Regions from separate parts of the Mus musculus genome. Here regions 1, 2 and 4 are each linked to region 3. Evidence: chromatin contacts called from public HiCAR-type, HiChIP or PLAC-seq and promoter capture Hi-C data. All regions are on one chromosome and are shown on one strand. The core of a region is the stretch at or near the end of the contact, and the rest is flanking DNA. Distances in the headings are between cores, read along the strand shown.

Region 1 (2,700 bases), core at 159-2,658, 2.4 Mb after region 3:
AAAATCTGGGGTCTGGAGAGATGGCTCAGTGGGTAGGAGCACTGACTGCTCTTCCAAAGGTCCTGAGTTCATATCCCAGCAACCACATGGTGGCTCACAACCATCAGTAATGAGATCTGATGCCTTCTGGTGTGTCTGAAGACAGCTACAGTGTACTTATGTATAATAATAAAATAAATCTTTTAAAAAATAATATAAAATCTGTGTCCGTGCCCTTCCCCTCATCCTGCTTATTCAAGGCCATTGTAGAAGGAAACAGAAAGTAAAGAACTTGCCCAAGGTTGCACTACTAAATGGCAGAAACACACTTTGAATTCATCCAGCCTAACTTTAGAGAGCAAGACTTCAAACTGCCTTCACACTGACCTGCTTTTTTAAATGTGTTACGCTCTTGAGACTTAATTCACCCCCCCCCTAGAGAGCTCTTAAAGAGTTTCAAGCAGCTGCTACATTATTTTTTCTTTATTTTTCCATAGTGTCCTTTTTCTCTTGTTTTCTCTGCCAAGAGAACCGATGGTGGAAGGGGCTGGAGAAATAGCTCAGCAGTTAAGGATATTGGTTGCCCTTCCAGAGGACCCAGGTTCAATTTCGATTCTCCATGTGACAGCTCACAACCATCAGTTCCAGGCTATCTTGATGTCAACCTTGGCGGCGGTTTCTTTATCTGTAAAATAAATATCTGAGAACACCAGGCACACATGTAGCGCACAGACATACATGCAGTCAAAACAACCATACACATATATTAAAAATACTTAAACTAATTTTAAAACAACAGATGGAAAACGAAGATAGCAGTTTGACTCAAAGGCTGGCCCGATCTTTTGTCCAGTATGGGTTGGCAAAACAGGCAATGCCATCCTTGTTTACAGAAATGAAATCTAAATCAGAAAGTTTTAAATGACTGGGCAAATCGCTTCTCGTCGGCTGGTGGGGTAGTGGCTTATTTTGTTTGGTTGTTTTTTTTTTTTTTTTTTGTCGTTGTTTGTTTTAATTAAAGTTTTTGCTTTTTTTTTTTTTTTGAGACAAAGTCCTAAGGTTTCCTTCGCCTCTTAAGTGCTGGAATCACAGACATGGCCTGCCACGCCCAGCATTTAGTACTTTTTTGTTTATTGCTTCCTTTTTTTAAACAGGCAACCTTGGCGGCGGTTTCTTTATCTGTAAAATGAACCGACTGAACTACATATTTCTTTTTCAACCAAACAATTCTTATTCTGGACTTGCTCAGTTAGGAAGGAAAGTCAGTCACCTGAATCTCTCCGGGAAGGTGATCTGTCGTTTCCAAGCAACCGGGAGCAAAGAAGGGTTGCGTCACTCCTGGCAGGGGCGGGGTTGGAACGAGTACCGCGAGGCAGCGGAACCAACTTTGCAGAATCCGGGAACGTCTTTTTGCGGCGGACCGGGCAAAGGAAGTGTACTGCACCATTTAGGGTCCCCGCGCCCGGCTCCTTCGCGGTCACTCAAGGCAGTGCAGCGTCAGGAAGAGCCGAACCTCTGAGTTTCTGGAGAGCTGTAGCAGCGGTCTGAACGTCCAGACCGGGTTGTTCCGGGGCCGGACTAGACGGGCTGATTTTAGCTGCTCATCTTTGCACCGCGCAGCCCCTTGTCGAAGCAGATGATGTCTTGGGCTGCCGCCAGCCTGAGAATGACCGCTGTCCCGTGCTTTCGTGTGCGATGCCTCGGGTTCCGCGTGGGTCCTTGGGGCGCCTCCCAGCATGCAAACCCCGGCTGTGGTGCAGCGCCACACAGGACGCTGCATGTCAGCGCGACGGCCTCGGCGGGACACAATAAGTGGTCTAAAGTCCGGCACATCAAGGGCCCCAAGGACATGGAAAGGAGTCGAATCTTCTCTAAACTCACTCTCAGTATCCGCCTGGCGGTTAAAGGTGAGAACCTGGTAGTCCTCACTGCTGGTCACTGAAGCTCTTTAGGTGCCTAAGGCTTCATTTAGGACCGTCCCCCCAACCCCCAGTTGTCATAATTGTCCTACTCATAACCCTCAAAGCACTTACTTACACTGGATATACCTGTTTTCCTTTTCAAAGACCTTCAGAGACCCGCCCTTAGATAAAAATGACTTCATCTAAGGGTATAGTTAGAAGGTACTTCATAGAAATACGCCTTAAGAAAGTGTGGCAGCGCGGCCGGCTTGCCCGATTTCCGCGAGTTGGTTCTGTCGGTGCCGGTCGCGGGTTCCCGTGTCGTTCCGGTCTTTTTCCGCTCCCGAACCTTTGTTTTATTTTGCCGGGCGAGGTGGCGCATGCCTTTAATCCCAGCACTCAGGAGGCAGAGGCAGGCGGATTTCTGAGTTCGAGGCCAGCCTGGTCTACAAAGTGAGTTCCAGGACAGCCAGGGCTACACAGAGAAACCCTGTCTCGAAAAACAAAAAACAAAAAACAAACAAACAAAAACAAAAAACAAAAAAAGAAAGTGTGGCAGAAGCCGGAGGCCTCGAACCAGACCAATAATTCATGGCAATGGACATTTGCAAGTGAAGCTGTTTGGACAAAAGAATATCCAGTGTGACACTCCACAACACCGCAGCTTCTGCTTCTACATCAGGGATGGGTTTGGTTTGGTTTTGTTTAGGGGAGGGAGACTGCAAGCGTGGAGAGGATGGATCTGGAGGGATGACAGGATCAGTGTGAGATTGGGGTGCATGATGCGAAATTCACAAAGAATCGATTTAAAAAGTTAAAG
Region 2 (2,700 bases), core at 101-2,600, 2.3 Mb after region 3:
ATGATGTAACCAATAGAAAACTATGGACCAAATTTCCTGATATGCACAGAAATAAAACGTTTCAATAAAATACACACCTAGGTATCCAGTTAATTTTCTTTTAACTTTTATTATTTTGAAACAGATTCTCAACTAGCCCAGGCTGCCTCTAATTGGCTCTGTAGCCCAGGATAAGAGTGACTTTCTGGTTCTCCTGACTCTACCTCCCAAGAGCTGGATTAGAGGTGTGTAACACCATGCCTAGGCTCTATGTAAAAATAAAAGTGCCCAGTAGACTTGTTCATACAGGTGGCCATTACTAAAAGATGGTTGATAAGTGTATACTATTGTCCCTCAAGGCTTCCAAGTGTTTGTATCCATTAAAAATTGTATTTTACAGACTGGAGAGGTAGGATAGCCCTATGGGCACTGGATGCTCTTGCAGCAGACCTGGGTTGGATTCCCATCTGTAACTAACTCCAGTTCCAGGGGATTGAATGCCTCTTCTGACCTCCGTGGGCAACTGTTCACATGTAGTACACTTACTTATACTCGGGCACATACAAATACACGTAAAATTAACGTGTTTTAAAGTACTGCCTAACAATTCAATACAACCCCTTTCAATATCGTTGAAAGAATTTACATTTATATTGGTGTACCTAGATCCAGGTTTTTCTGCATTTCAAACTCATGGCATATAAGCATTTAAAGTTGGATTACCATTTGGCTTCTGAACATCCCAGAGGAAGAAGGTAAGTGACTAATAGCCAGGTCATTTGCAAATCGATCCCAGAATTCAGGAGTCTCTTTAGTGTCTGTAGGAAAGCGCAGGAAAGCCTTAATCAATCTAGCCTGTCCCTGGACGTTTCTATCATGCCTGAAAGAGAACAGTTAAAAGGTGGGCATTGGAGCTGGAGAGAGTTCCCGTTTGGCAAAGACTGAGGGACCGCCGGACATAGGGAGATGTAATAAACGCAGGTGGTCCTCCATGAAGGTAGGTTTGACAGTTACTGTCAGTGGAGAGAGGTGATCAGAACAGCAGCAGCAGAGGAGAAATAGCAGGCTTTACTCTTGGCCTAGAATTTGGATCAGTAGAGGGGCACACTTGCCCCCATGCCACCCACGCCCCCATTCACCCGCACTGCGCCGTTATCCCCTTGACTGACATCTTGGGTAGCCAATGATCTTTGGGACTTCAAAAGAGCCCGCCTCCAGGAGCTGGGCGGGGCTAATGAGCAGAATGACAAACATTTTCACCAATAGTAAGGAGGGCGCGGGCGCTACAACTGTGTCGACCAATGAAAAGAAGGAACAGTTTGGAAAGGACGTACCCGGCAGCCAACGCTCGTCGCCGCTGCGGGGTCGCGTGGCTTCCGTTCCGAGAGGGCGGGCCGGCATCCCAAACGGAAGGTGGTAGCGCTGCCCGAGCTGGTTTGAAACTGGTGGTCGGGCCCGGCCGAGTGTGAGTGTGTGTAGCCGAGGACCCGCTGGAGGGCTAGGCCGTTCTTGACCGCCCCGGCCCCGCCTCCCCTCGGACCCGCGGACCCAAGCCCGGGTCCCCGCCTGTCTTGTGCCCCAGCCCGCTGCCTCTCTGGCCGGCTCTGCGGCCCAGCCGCCACCATGTCCCTGCACGGCAAACGGAAGGAGATCTACAAATATGAAGCGCCCTGGACTGTGTACGCCATGAACTGGAGCGTGCGGCCGGACAAGCGCTTTCGCCTGGCGCTGGGCAGCTTCGTGGAAGAGTACAACAACAAGGTGAGTTGTGCCGGGGCTCAGCGTGTAGCCGGCGGGGAACGCTCGAGGTGGGCGGCAGCCCCGGTCCCCACAACTCTCCTGCAAACTCGCCTTGACCACAACAAGGGGGTGGGTCCTCTGTGGTCCTGTCGCTGAGGTTGTCACACTCGTTGCCTCTTATTTAGTTTTGACAGCCGGGGGAAACCGAGGCACGGTGTTGTGACATGCCTGAGGCAGATAAGATTTTCGATGGTAGTAGCAGGTTTCAGATCGGAGTCACACCCCCAAAGCTATGTCCTCCGTCCCTCTCATTTCCCCCACTCCTGTCGCAGTGCTTCTGTTGCTAGGTGGGGGGCGGGAGAGAGGCAGTGGAGGAAGATGCGGCGCTTGGATTGGTGGTCGTGCATTCCTGGCCACGCGAGATTTCTGTTAGGGCTATTTATTGCAAGATCTTCCCCATCTCAGGTGTTTCTCATGGATACAGAGCCCTAATGCTAGGTTGTCATTGGTCATTGGTTTTGCTCCTTGATGTTCACCCTCCCCCAAACAGCCTATCCTTGGAAACCTTAGTCTGTGGCATTATCCCGCCATTATTTCTGAATAGAGAAAGATGACGTTTGACCTGTTCTTTTCGTGGTTCTTTACACATTCATTTGCAGCATTGCTGGACATCATCACTTCATCAAAACACTGGCAGAAGGAGAGAATTTTTATATGCAGGGTATAGGTTTGAAAGTATTGAGAAGAATTTTCTTTCCCTAATCTCTTACCTTCATTCTTTTGTTGTAATTTGAGTTAAAAAAAAAAAAATGAATGACAGTAATCAGAGATACTGAAAGCTTTGGCCAGTGGTATTTATAGCCAGTACTCTGCCTTACTCTTATGAACATCAGACTGGAGACAAATGACAAGATGGTGGGAGCAGTGGAAGAAGTAGGTGGTCTAGGATTTAGCTATAAGGCATTGAACAAACCAGATTTT
Region 3 (2,700 bases), core at 73-2,572:
ATGTTCTGACACTGTTCTGTCAATTCAGCAACTAGCAGATTAACTCACCGCTCTGCTAGGTCCATGTGTCTTGCTATGGAAAGGATCCGTTCTTAGTAAATGAGGGCAATTTTCTGCCTCATTCCTTTTCCACGTGACTCACAGGATAGTCTTTTAAAATCTCTTCCTACACTTATTATATAATATGCAAATTGTCATTACAATGTAGTTTATTTTCCCCCACCCAAATCAAACATTTTGTTGACAAAAGTAAAAAGGGGGATTGGAGAGATGGCTCAGAGGTTAAGAGCACTGACTGCTCTTCCGAAGGTCCTGAGTTCAATTCCCAGCAACCACATGGTGGCTCACAACCATTTGCAATGAGATCTGATGCCCTCTTCTGAGGTGTCTGAAGACAGCTACAGTGTACTTACATATAATAAACAAATTTAAAAAAAAAAAAGGTAAAAAGAGAATAACCACCATCTTATTTCCATTCTTTTTGTTATGAGTTTCCTGGGGAGGCAGGATGACTAGTTTATGTCATTTTTCAGGCCCAAGGAATAAGATTTTTCAGTGCTGTCATACAATCAATAGAAAGTTCTTAAACTAACATAGGTATGTGGCCCCTCATGGTGTCTAGCTGCATAACACTGCAAGTTCCCAAAACAAAGGACGGTATGGAAAAAAAAAAAAAAAAAAAAAAAAAAGGACCCACCAAGGAAACTTAGTTATGAAAAGCTAATCTAAGACTCAATTTCAATTTCCTTAAGGCTAACTTGTAATCAGATATGACTCACAAAAATAGTCACTAGTTACCTGCCCGTCTTTGTGTCACAAAAATAAGTTCTTTAAATGTCCAATCAAGTACACAAAATACTTCTTTCGTACAACCCCTGACACTCCCACTTAAGCAATAGATTCATAGACACAAGCCTCGGCAACAGTTTTCTCTGTTCTCTAAGCTCTACCAACCCGGAGGACTAAGCTGGCAGGTGCTGGATCAAGTGCTGTAACCTAGGGGCGCTGCTTTCCCTTGCCAATAGGCAGTCACGGCTTGCGGCCAAGAGCTACCGGGCCCAAGCCTTCGCGCCCCGGCTCGATCCCCTTCGGCTAAGAGCATCGCACCAGGGGCTAAGAGATGCGGAGCAGCCCGAGCGGAAACCTCCACAATGACAGTCCCCAGAGCCCCGAGCCCTAGGGGCCGCAGCCCGGGCGGAGCCCAGCCCGCTCCCCGACGCAGCCCTCACTTGTTCGTTTGTTGGTATAGGGGCTCCATGACGCCGGCCTAGCCGGCCTGCGGCTTCCTCGGAACACGTCCTCACAACCCCACTTCCGGCTTCCGGTCTCAGGGCCCGCCCTGCTGAGTAGGGCGCCCGCGAGTGTGCCTGTCCCGTGGTGGTTGTGAGGTCGGAGACGGGGTTGCGCGGAAGGAAAGCGGGACGCGAGGGATGGGTGTGGCTCCGGGCCGGAGCTCGCGGAGAGCGGCGGGGGTGAGTTTTTTGCTAAAGTCCAGCTCCGGGATTGAATCAGGTAGCGGAGAGGACGGTCGCGAGGCACTGACGTCAGAGCCTCCCCCGAGAAGTCGCCGGCGACTCTCTACGTCGCTCTCCGCCCCGCGGTCGGGCTTGGCTTCTCCTTGGAGTGTGTAATTACAGGTCTGGGGAATCTCACTTCCTCACGACGCGTGCTTTTCCTGCCTCGAACTAGTCCGCCCACTAGTCTTCCCATCTCCGGCTCATTTTTAGTAAACCCACAGTGAGTGAGTGGTTAGCATATGACGTGGAACAACCAAAATTTCCCTGTTCTTCAAGAGGTTGGACTAGAGAAGGAACTACGATCTGTATACAAATAAACATTCCAAATAAGTACAAAGATAATGGTAGAACATCCAAATAAATACAAAGATAATGAGCTGGGCTGGTGTTGTGGTCAATAGGAAATTGTTTTTAAAGACATGAAGGGCGGGTGACATTTGGATTAGGACTTGGAAAGGTTCAAACACTTGTCTTCACCTAGGCCCATCTCATTTCCATCCATCTAGGTTCTTATCTACAGTTCCTCCCAAGGGAGGAGTTGTTCCTCTTCCTTTGGTGAGCTGAAGCTTGGATTTTCCTGTATCCTGCATCCCTCCCAGTTTTATGTCCCAAGAGACTGCCCGCCCATATTCATTCTTTCCCTAACATTACATTTCCCAGTTCCACTCCCATTTATTGAACATCTACTATGCACCATGCACAGATATGTAGGATAGGAACCCAGGTAAAACACATTCCTGGTGTTTCGCTGTCTATTGAGAAAGTCCTTATTTTAAAGCTGAATTAACAATCAACATTTAGGGTATGACTAAGGACCATTTGCCTGGAGAAGAGCAGTAGGGGTTCATGGATCAAGAAAGCATGGGGGGCCTTCAAGAACCGATAGAGGGTTTGTGGGAATGGTGCACTTTAGCTAAGGTTGAGTAGCGTGGGGGCGGGGCATAGATAAAAGGCTGTATCCTTAGTTTTTTAGTACTTTGCTGGTGAGGGATGCACAGGGAAGTATGTATATGTGTGCTTGTGTGTGTCTCAGTAGAATTGTCTCTGACTTGTGTGAGGTCCCAGGTCAAATCTTTGTGGGTCTTTGCTCTATAGGCATTTTGATTTTAAATTATATTACAGATTTATAAGAACAGGAAAAAAATAAGTAATAGGGGGAAAGTGCCAGTCTTCTCCTTTGTTT
Region 4 (2,700 bases), core at 143-2,642, 2.3 Mb after region 3:
TATTGCTATAATGCCGTTGTTTGTCCTCATTACTAGATGTTAGGTCCATAAGGCTCAACATGCGTCGGGATTACTCTTTGTAATGTGGAGACCAGAAAAATGCTTGAATGAATAAGCAAATGAATGAATGTCTTACTGCGTAAGCCCATGCTACTGACTGGATAGGAAATACTGTCCCCACTTCTCTTCCACAGCCAGCCTGCTCCCCACATTCAGGGACAGCCAAGACATCTCTGCCCCCCCAGGAAACCACACTTGGCAGCCCTCTCATCTCTCAACCACTGTGGCCAAGGTCCCCCACCAGGTATTGTGGCAAGGACACATCCCGCCCAGGACTCTAAGCCTCTCACCTGGACTTCAGTGGAAACCTCACTGAGCCTCCTTGGCCACCCCCTCCACCCCCCCATCCACTTTGTAAAGTTTATATTTCTGCCAGAATATTTGCTTCAAAGGCCTTCAAATTTCCTTCCGAACCTCAGACTTCTTAAAAACGTAGCTGTCCATCAATTAAATCTGGATGTTCAAACTAGCACTGGATGCTGCTTGTCATTTTTTTCTCCTGCATTTTCACCTCCTCCATTGGCCAGTTCAGCCCCTCTGCATTGACACCACCCTTGGGCCTTTTCCGAAGGTGCATGTTTCATTTTGAATGCTTGCTACTAAAATGTGGCTCAAAATTGGTCTTGGGACCCTCTGCAAAGTTCCAAGTCCACCAAGGTGCTTAATGAACTGTGGCCCTTCTTTTCTCCTCTCAGAAAACCCCCCTTTTTTTCAATAAACTTCACCCCACCCCAATTTGCTTTTTCTAAGTGTGTTCATTTTTAATCAGTACACAGACACTTTTACCAGTGGTCACTTGCTAATAGGTGGCGGCCATTTGTGGGCAAGGGGCCTAAGTGCCCCATTGCCACAGTCAGTCCCAGCGGTAAATCCCTGAAGACAGCCTTCAACAAAAAACTATCTGAAGCCCCTAACAACTTCTGCCCTCCTCTGCCTGGAAAACTACTTCAGTATCAAAAGGGGTCCAAAGAGATGCTGAGGTCTCTGTCTATTTGGACATGAGCAGAAGTTCTTCAGAGTATCCCAGGTTCAGGACCCCTGCCCCTCTCTCTAGGATTCAGAGCCCCTTATGGATCAGAATTTGCTCTTGTCCTGACCCCCAACCCCAACCCCAACCCCGTCTGCCTGTCACGTCCCTTGGCTTATTTCAGCACCACGACGCGGACAGCTCCCGGGCGCAAGCCTCGTGGAAGGAGGAGGAGCGCTGAGCCGTGGGAGCGGGAGGACTAGAGAGGGCGGGGAGGGCAGACGCTGGAGGACGGGCGGGGCCCGATAGCCCTCCCCGGGGGCGGCGCCCACCCCAGCCCGACGCTGCTGAGCCCCAGGACTGACGGAGACGCCAGAAGCCAGGGCACCGGTCACTCCCAGCAAGTGGTGTTACAGAAAGATGCCAGTCCGCAGGGGCCACGTTGCTCCCCAAAACACTTACTTGGACACCATCATCCGCAAGTTTGAGGGCCAGAGTAAGTGTGAGGTTTGGGGGTGTGGGGGACTCTCTGCAGTACGGGTTGGATGGCAGGAGCAGCCAAACTCTTCACTAACTTCTGATGGGGTAAAAGAAATGGCAGGGCTGGGGGCTGGGGGGGGGGGTAGATTCTGAATACAAAATCTTTCGTTTTGATGTCCCCAACACCTCCTCCATATGTGCTGTGTCTTGGGCATAATGCCACTCTTCTACCTGCTCACAGCAGTTTTCTTGGTGTTACAAACCCTGGCCTGCCCTCTCAGTCACTGCCCACTTACCCCTCCAGACCATTCATGCCTCTCCTAGAGGTTTGCCTGACTTCCTTCTTTTCACCCACAGAGCAGGTCTGACTCCCTGGTCACAGTCCTGCTTTCTGGTCTGGATCCCAACTATTATTCCAGGAGTTCTGGGGTCTTCCTCCCACTCTACTGACCCTAGCCCCCAAGCTTGGTTCCCACACCCCTACTTTTCTGCTCCCTGCCTCCTTCATGCCCCTCTGTGCTCCCAGAAGGAATGACCTTTCCCCAGGACTCTTGGTTCTTCCACCCTCCCTTGCTCTGTCCTCCACCTCCCTCATTCTGGCCCCTGCCTGCTCCTGTGTATAAATCCCCTCCTTGGCTGCCACCGGTCCCTGTAATCTTTCTCTCCCAACTACCCACTCCTGGCTGCCACGGTCTTCCTACCTTTTTCTTCCCACCCCAGGTCGTAAGTTCCTGATTGCCAATGCACAGATGGAGAACTGTGCCATCATCTACTGCAATGATGGCTTCTGCGAACTCTTCGGCTACTCCCGTGTGGAGGTGATGCAGCGACCCTGTACCTGTGACTTCCTCACTGGCCCGAACACTCCGAGCAGTGCTGTGTCCCGCCTGGCGCAGGCCCTGCTTGGGGCTGAAGAGTGCAAGGTGGACATCCTCTACTATCGCAAGGATGGTGAGACTCAGTTGGGCCAAGGGTCCTGTAGGCTACCTTTCTTGTCTATCATGGAGTGCCCTGGGGGAAGGGTCTGACCTAAGAGCCAAAGAGCCTGGACCACTTCTATCCCCACTCTGGGCCTTGGTTTCCTTAGTATTAGAGAGAAGCAATGAGAATTGCATGTTATGTCTTCTAAGGGACTTGAGATTGGGCTGAGCCAGCTATTGGTACTGGTATAGAACAGCCTCTTGCTCCACTTT

Evidence for each region. HiCAR-type assays count read pairs that join an accessible place to other places. HiChIP or PLAC-seq counts read pairs in DNA pulled down with a chosen protein or histone mark. Capture Hi-C pulls out chosen DNA fragments and counts their contacts.
Region 1: a promoter capture Hi-C map of liver shows a contact between it and region 3, with 3 times the contacts expected there. The contact joins the promoter of Taco1os here to the promoter of Gosr2 in region 3. A contact is called at or near these places in 2 of 39 promoter capture datasets (liver and pre-B cells) and 1 of 9 other capture datasets (liver).
Region 2: a contact with region 3 is called in a HiCAR-type map of astrocytes, with 3 times the contacts expected there. The contact joins the promoter of Dcaf7 here to the promoter of Gosr2 in region 3.
Region 4: an H3K27ac HiChIP or PLAC-seq map of double positive thymocytes shows a contact between it and region 3, with 6 times the contacts expected there. The contact joins the promoter of Kcnh6 here to the promoter of Gosr2 in region 3. A contact is called at or near these places in 1 of 39 promoter capture datasets (liver) and 1 of 115 datasets of contacts at active chromatin or transcription factors (double positive thymocytes).

Annotation. Positions count from the first base shown.
Region 1 is chr11:106,064,633-106,067,332 of GRCm38.p6, forward strand. It overlaps Taco1os (a long non-coding RNA gene), which reads right to left and starts at 1,409. Exons shown (of 3, transcript XR_003949781.1): 1 at 1,250-1,409; 2 at 1-664. It overlaps Taco1 (translational activator of mitochondrially encoded cytochrome c oxidase I), which reads left to right and starts at 1,459. Exons shown (of 5, transcript NM_027346.2): 1 at 1,459-1,886. The coding sequence starts at 1,616.
Region 2 is chr11:106,035,522-106,038,221 of GRCm38.p6, forward strand. Dcaf7 (DDB1 and CUL4 associated factor 7) reads left to right here and starts at 1,351. Exons shown (of 7, transcript NM_027946.3): 1 at 1,351-1,740. The coding sequence starts at 1,603. Kcnh6 (potassium voltage-gated channel, subfamily H (eag-related), member 6) reads left to right here. Exons shown (of 13, transcript NM_001037712.2): 13 at 1-73.
Region 3 is chr11:103,696,401-103,699,100 of GRCm38.p6, forward strand. Gosr2 (golgi SNAP receptor complex member 2) reads right to left here and starts at 1,323. Exons shown (of 6, transcript NM_019650.4): 1 at 1,230-1,323. The coding sequence starts at 1,258. C130046K22Rik (RIKEN cDNA C130046K22 gene) reads left to right here and starts at 1,324. Exons shown (of 3, transcript NR_102389.1): 1 at 1,324-1,472.
Region 4 is chr11:106,006,756-106,009,455 of GRCm38.p6, forward strand. Kcnh6 (potassium voltage-gated channel, subfamily H (eag-related), member 6) reads left to right here and starts at 1,393. Exons shown (of 13, transcript NM_001037712.2): 1 at 1,393-1,523; 2 at 2,228-2,458. The coding sequence starts at 1,448. Ace3 (angiotensin I converting enzyme (peptidyl-dipeptidase A) 3) reads left to right here. Exons shown (of 15, transcript NM_001101453.3): 15 at 195-795. All of the region lies in intron 2 of Gm35971 (a long non-coding RNA gene), which reads right to left.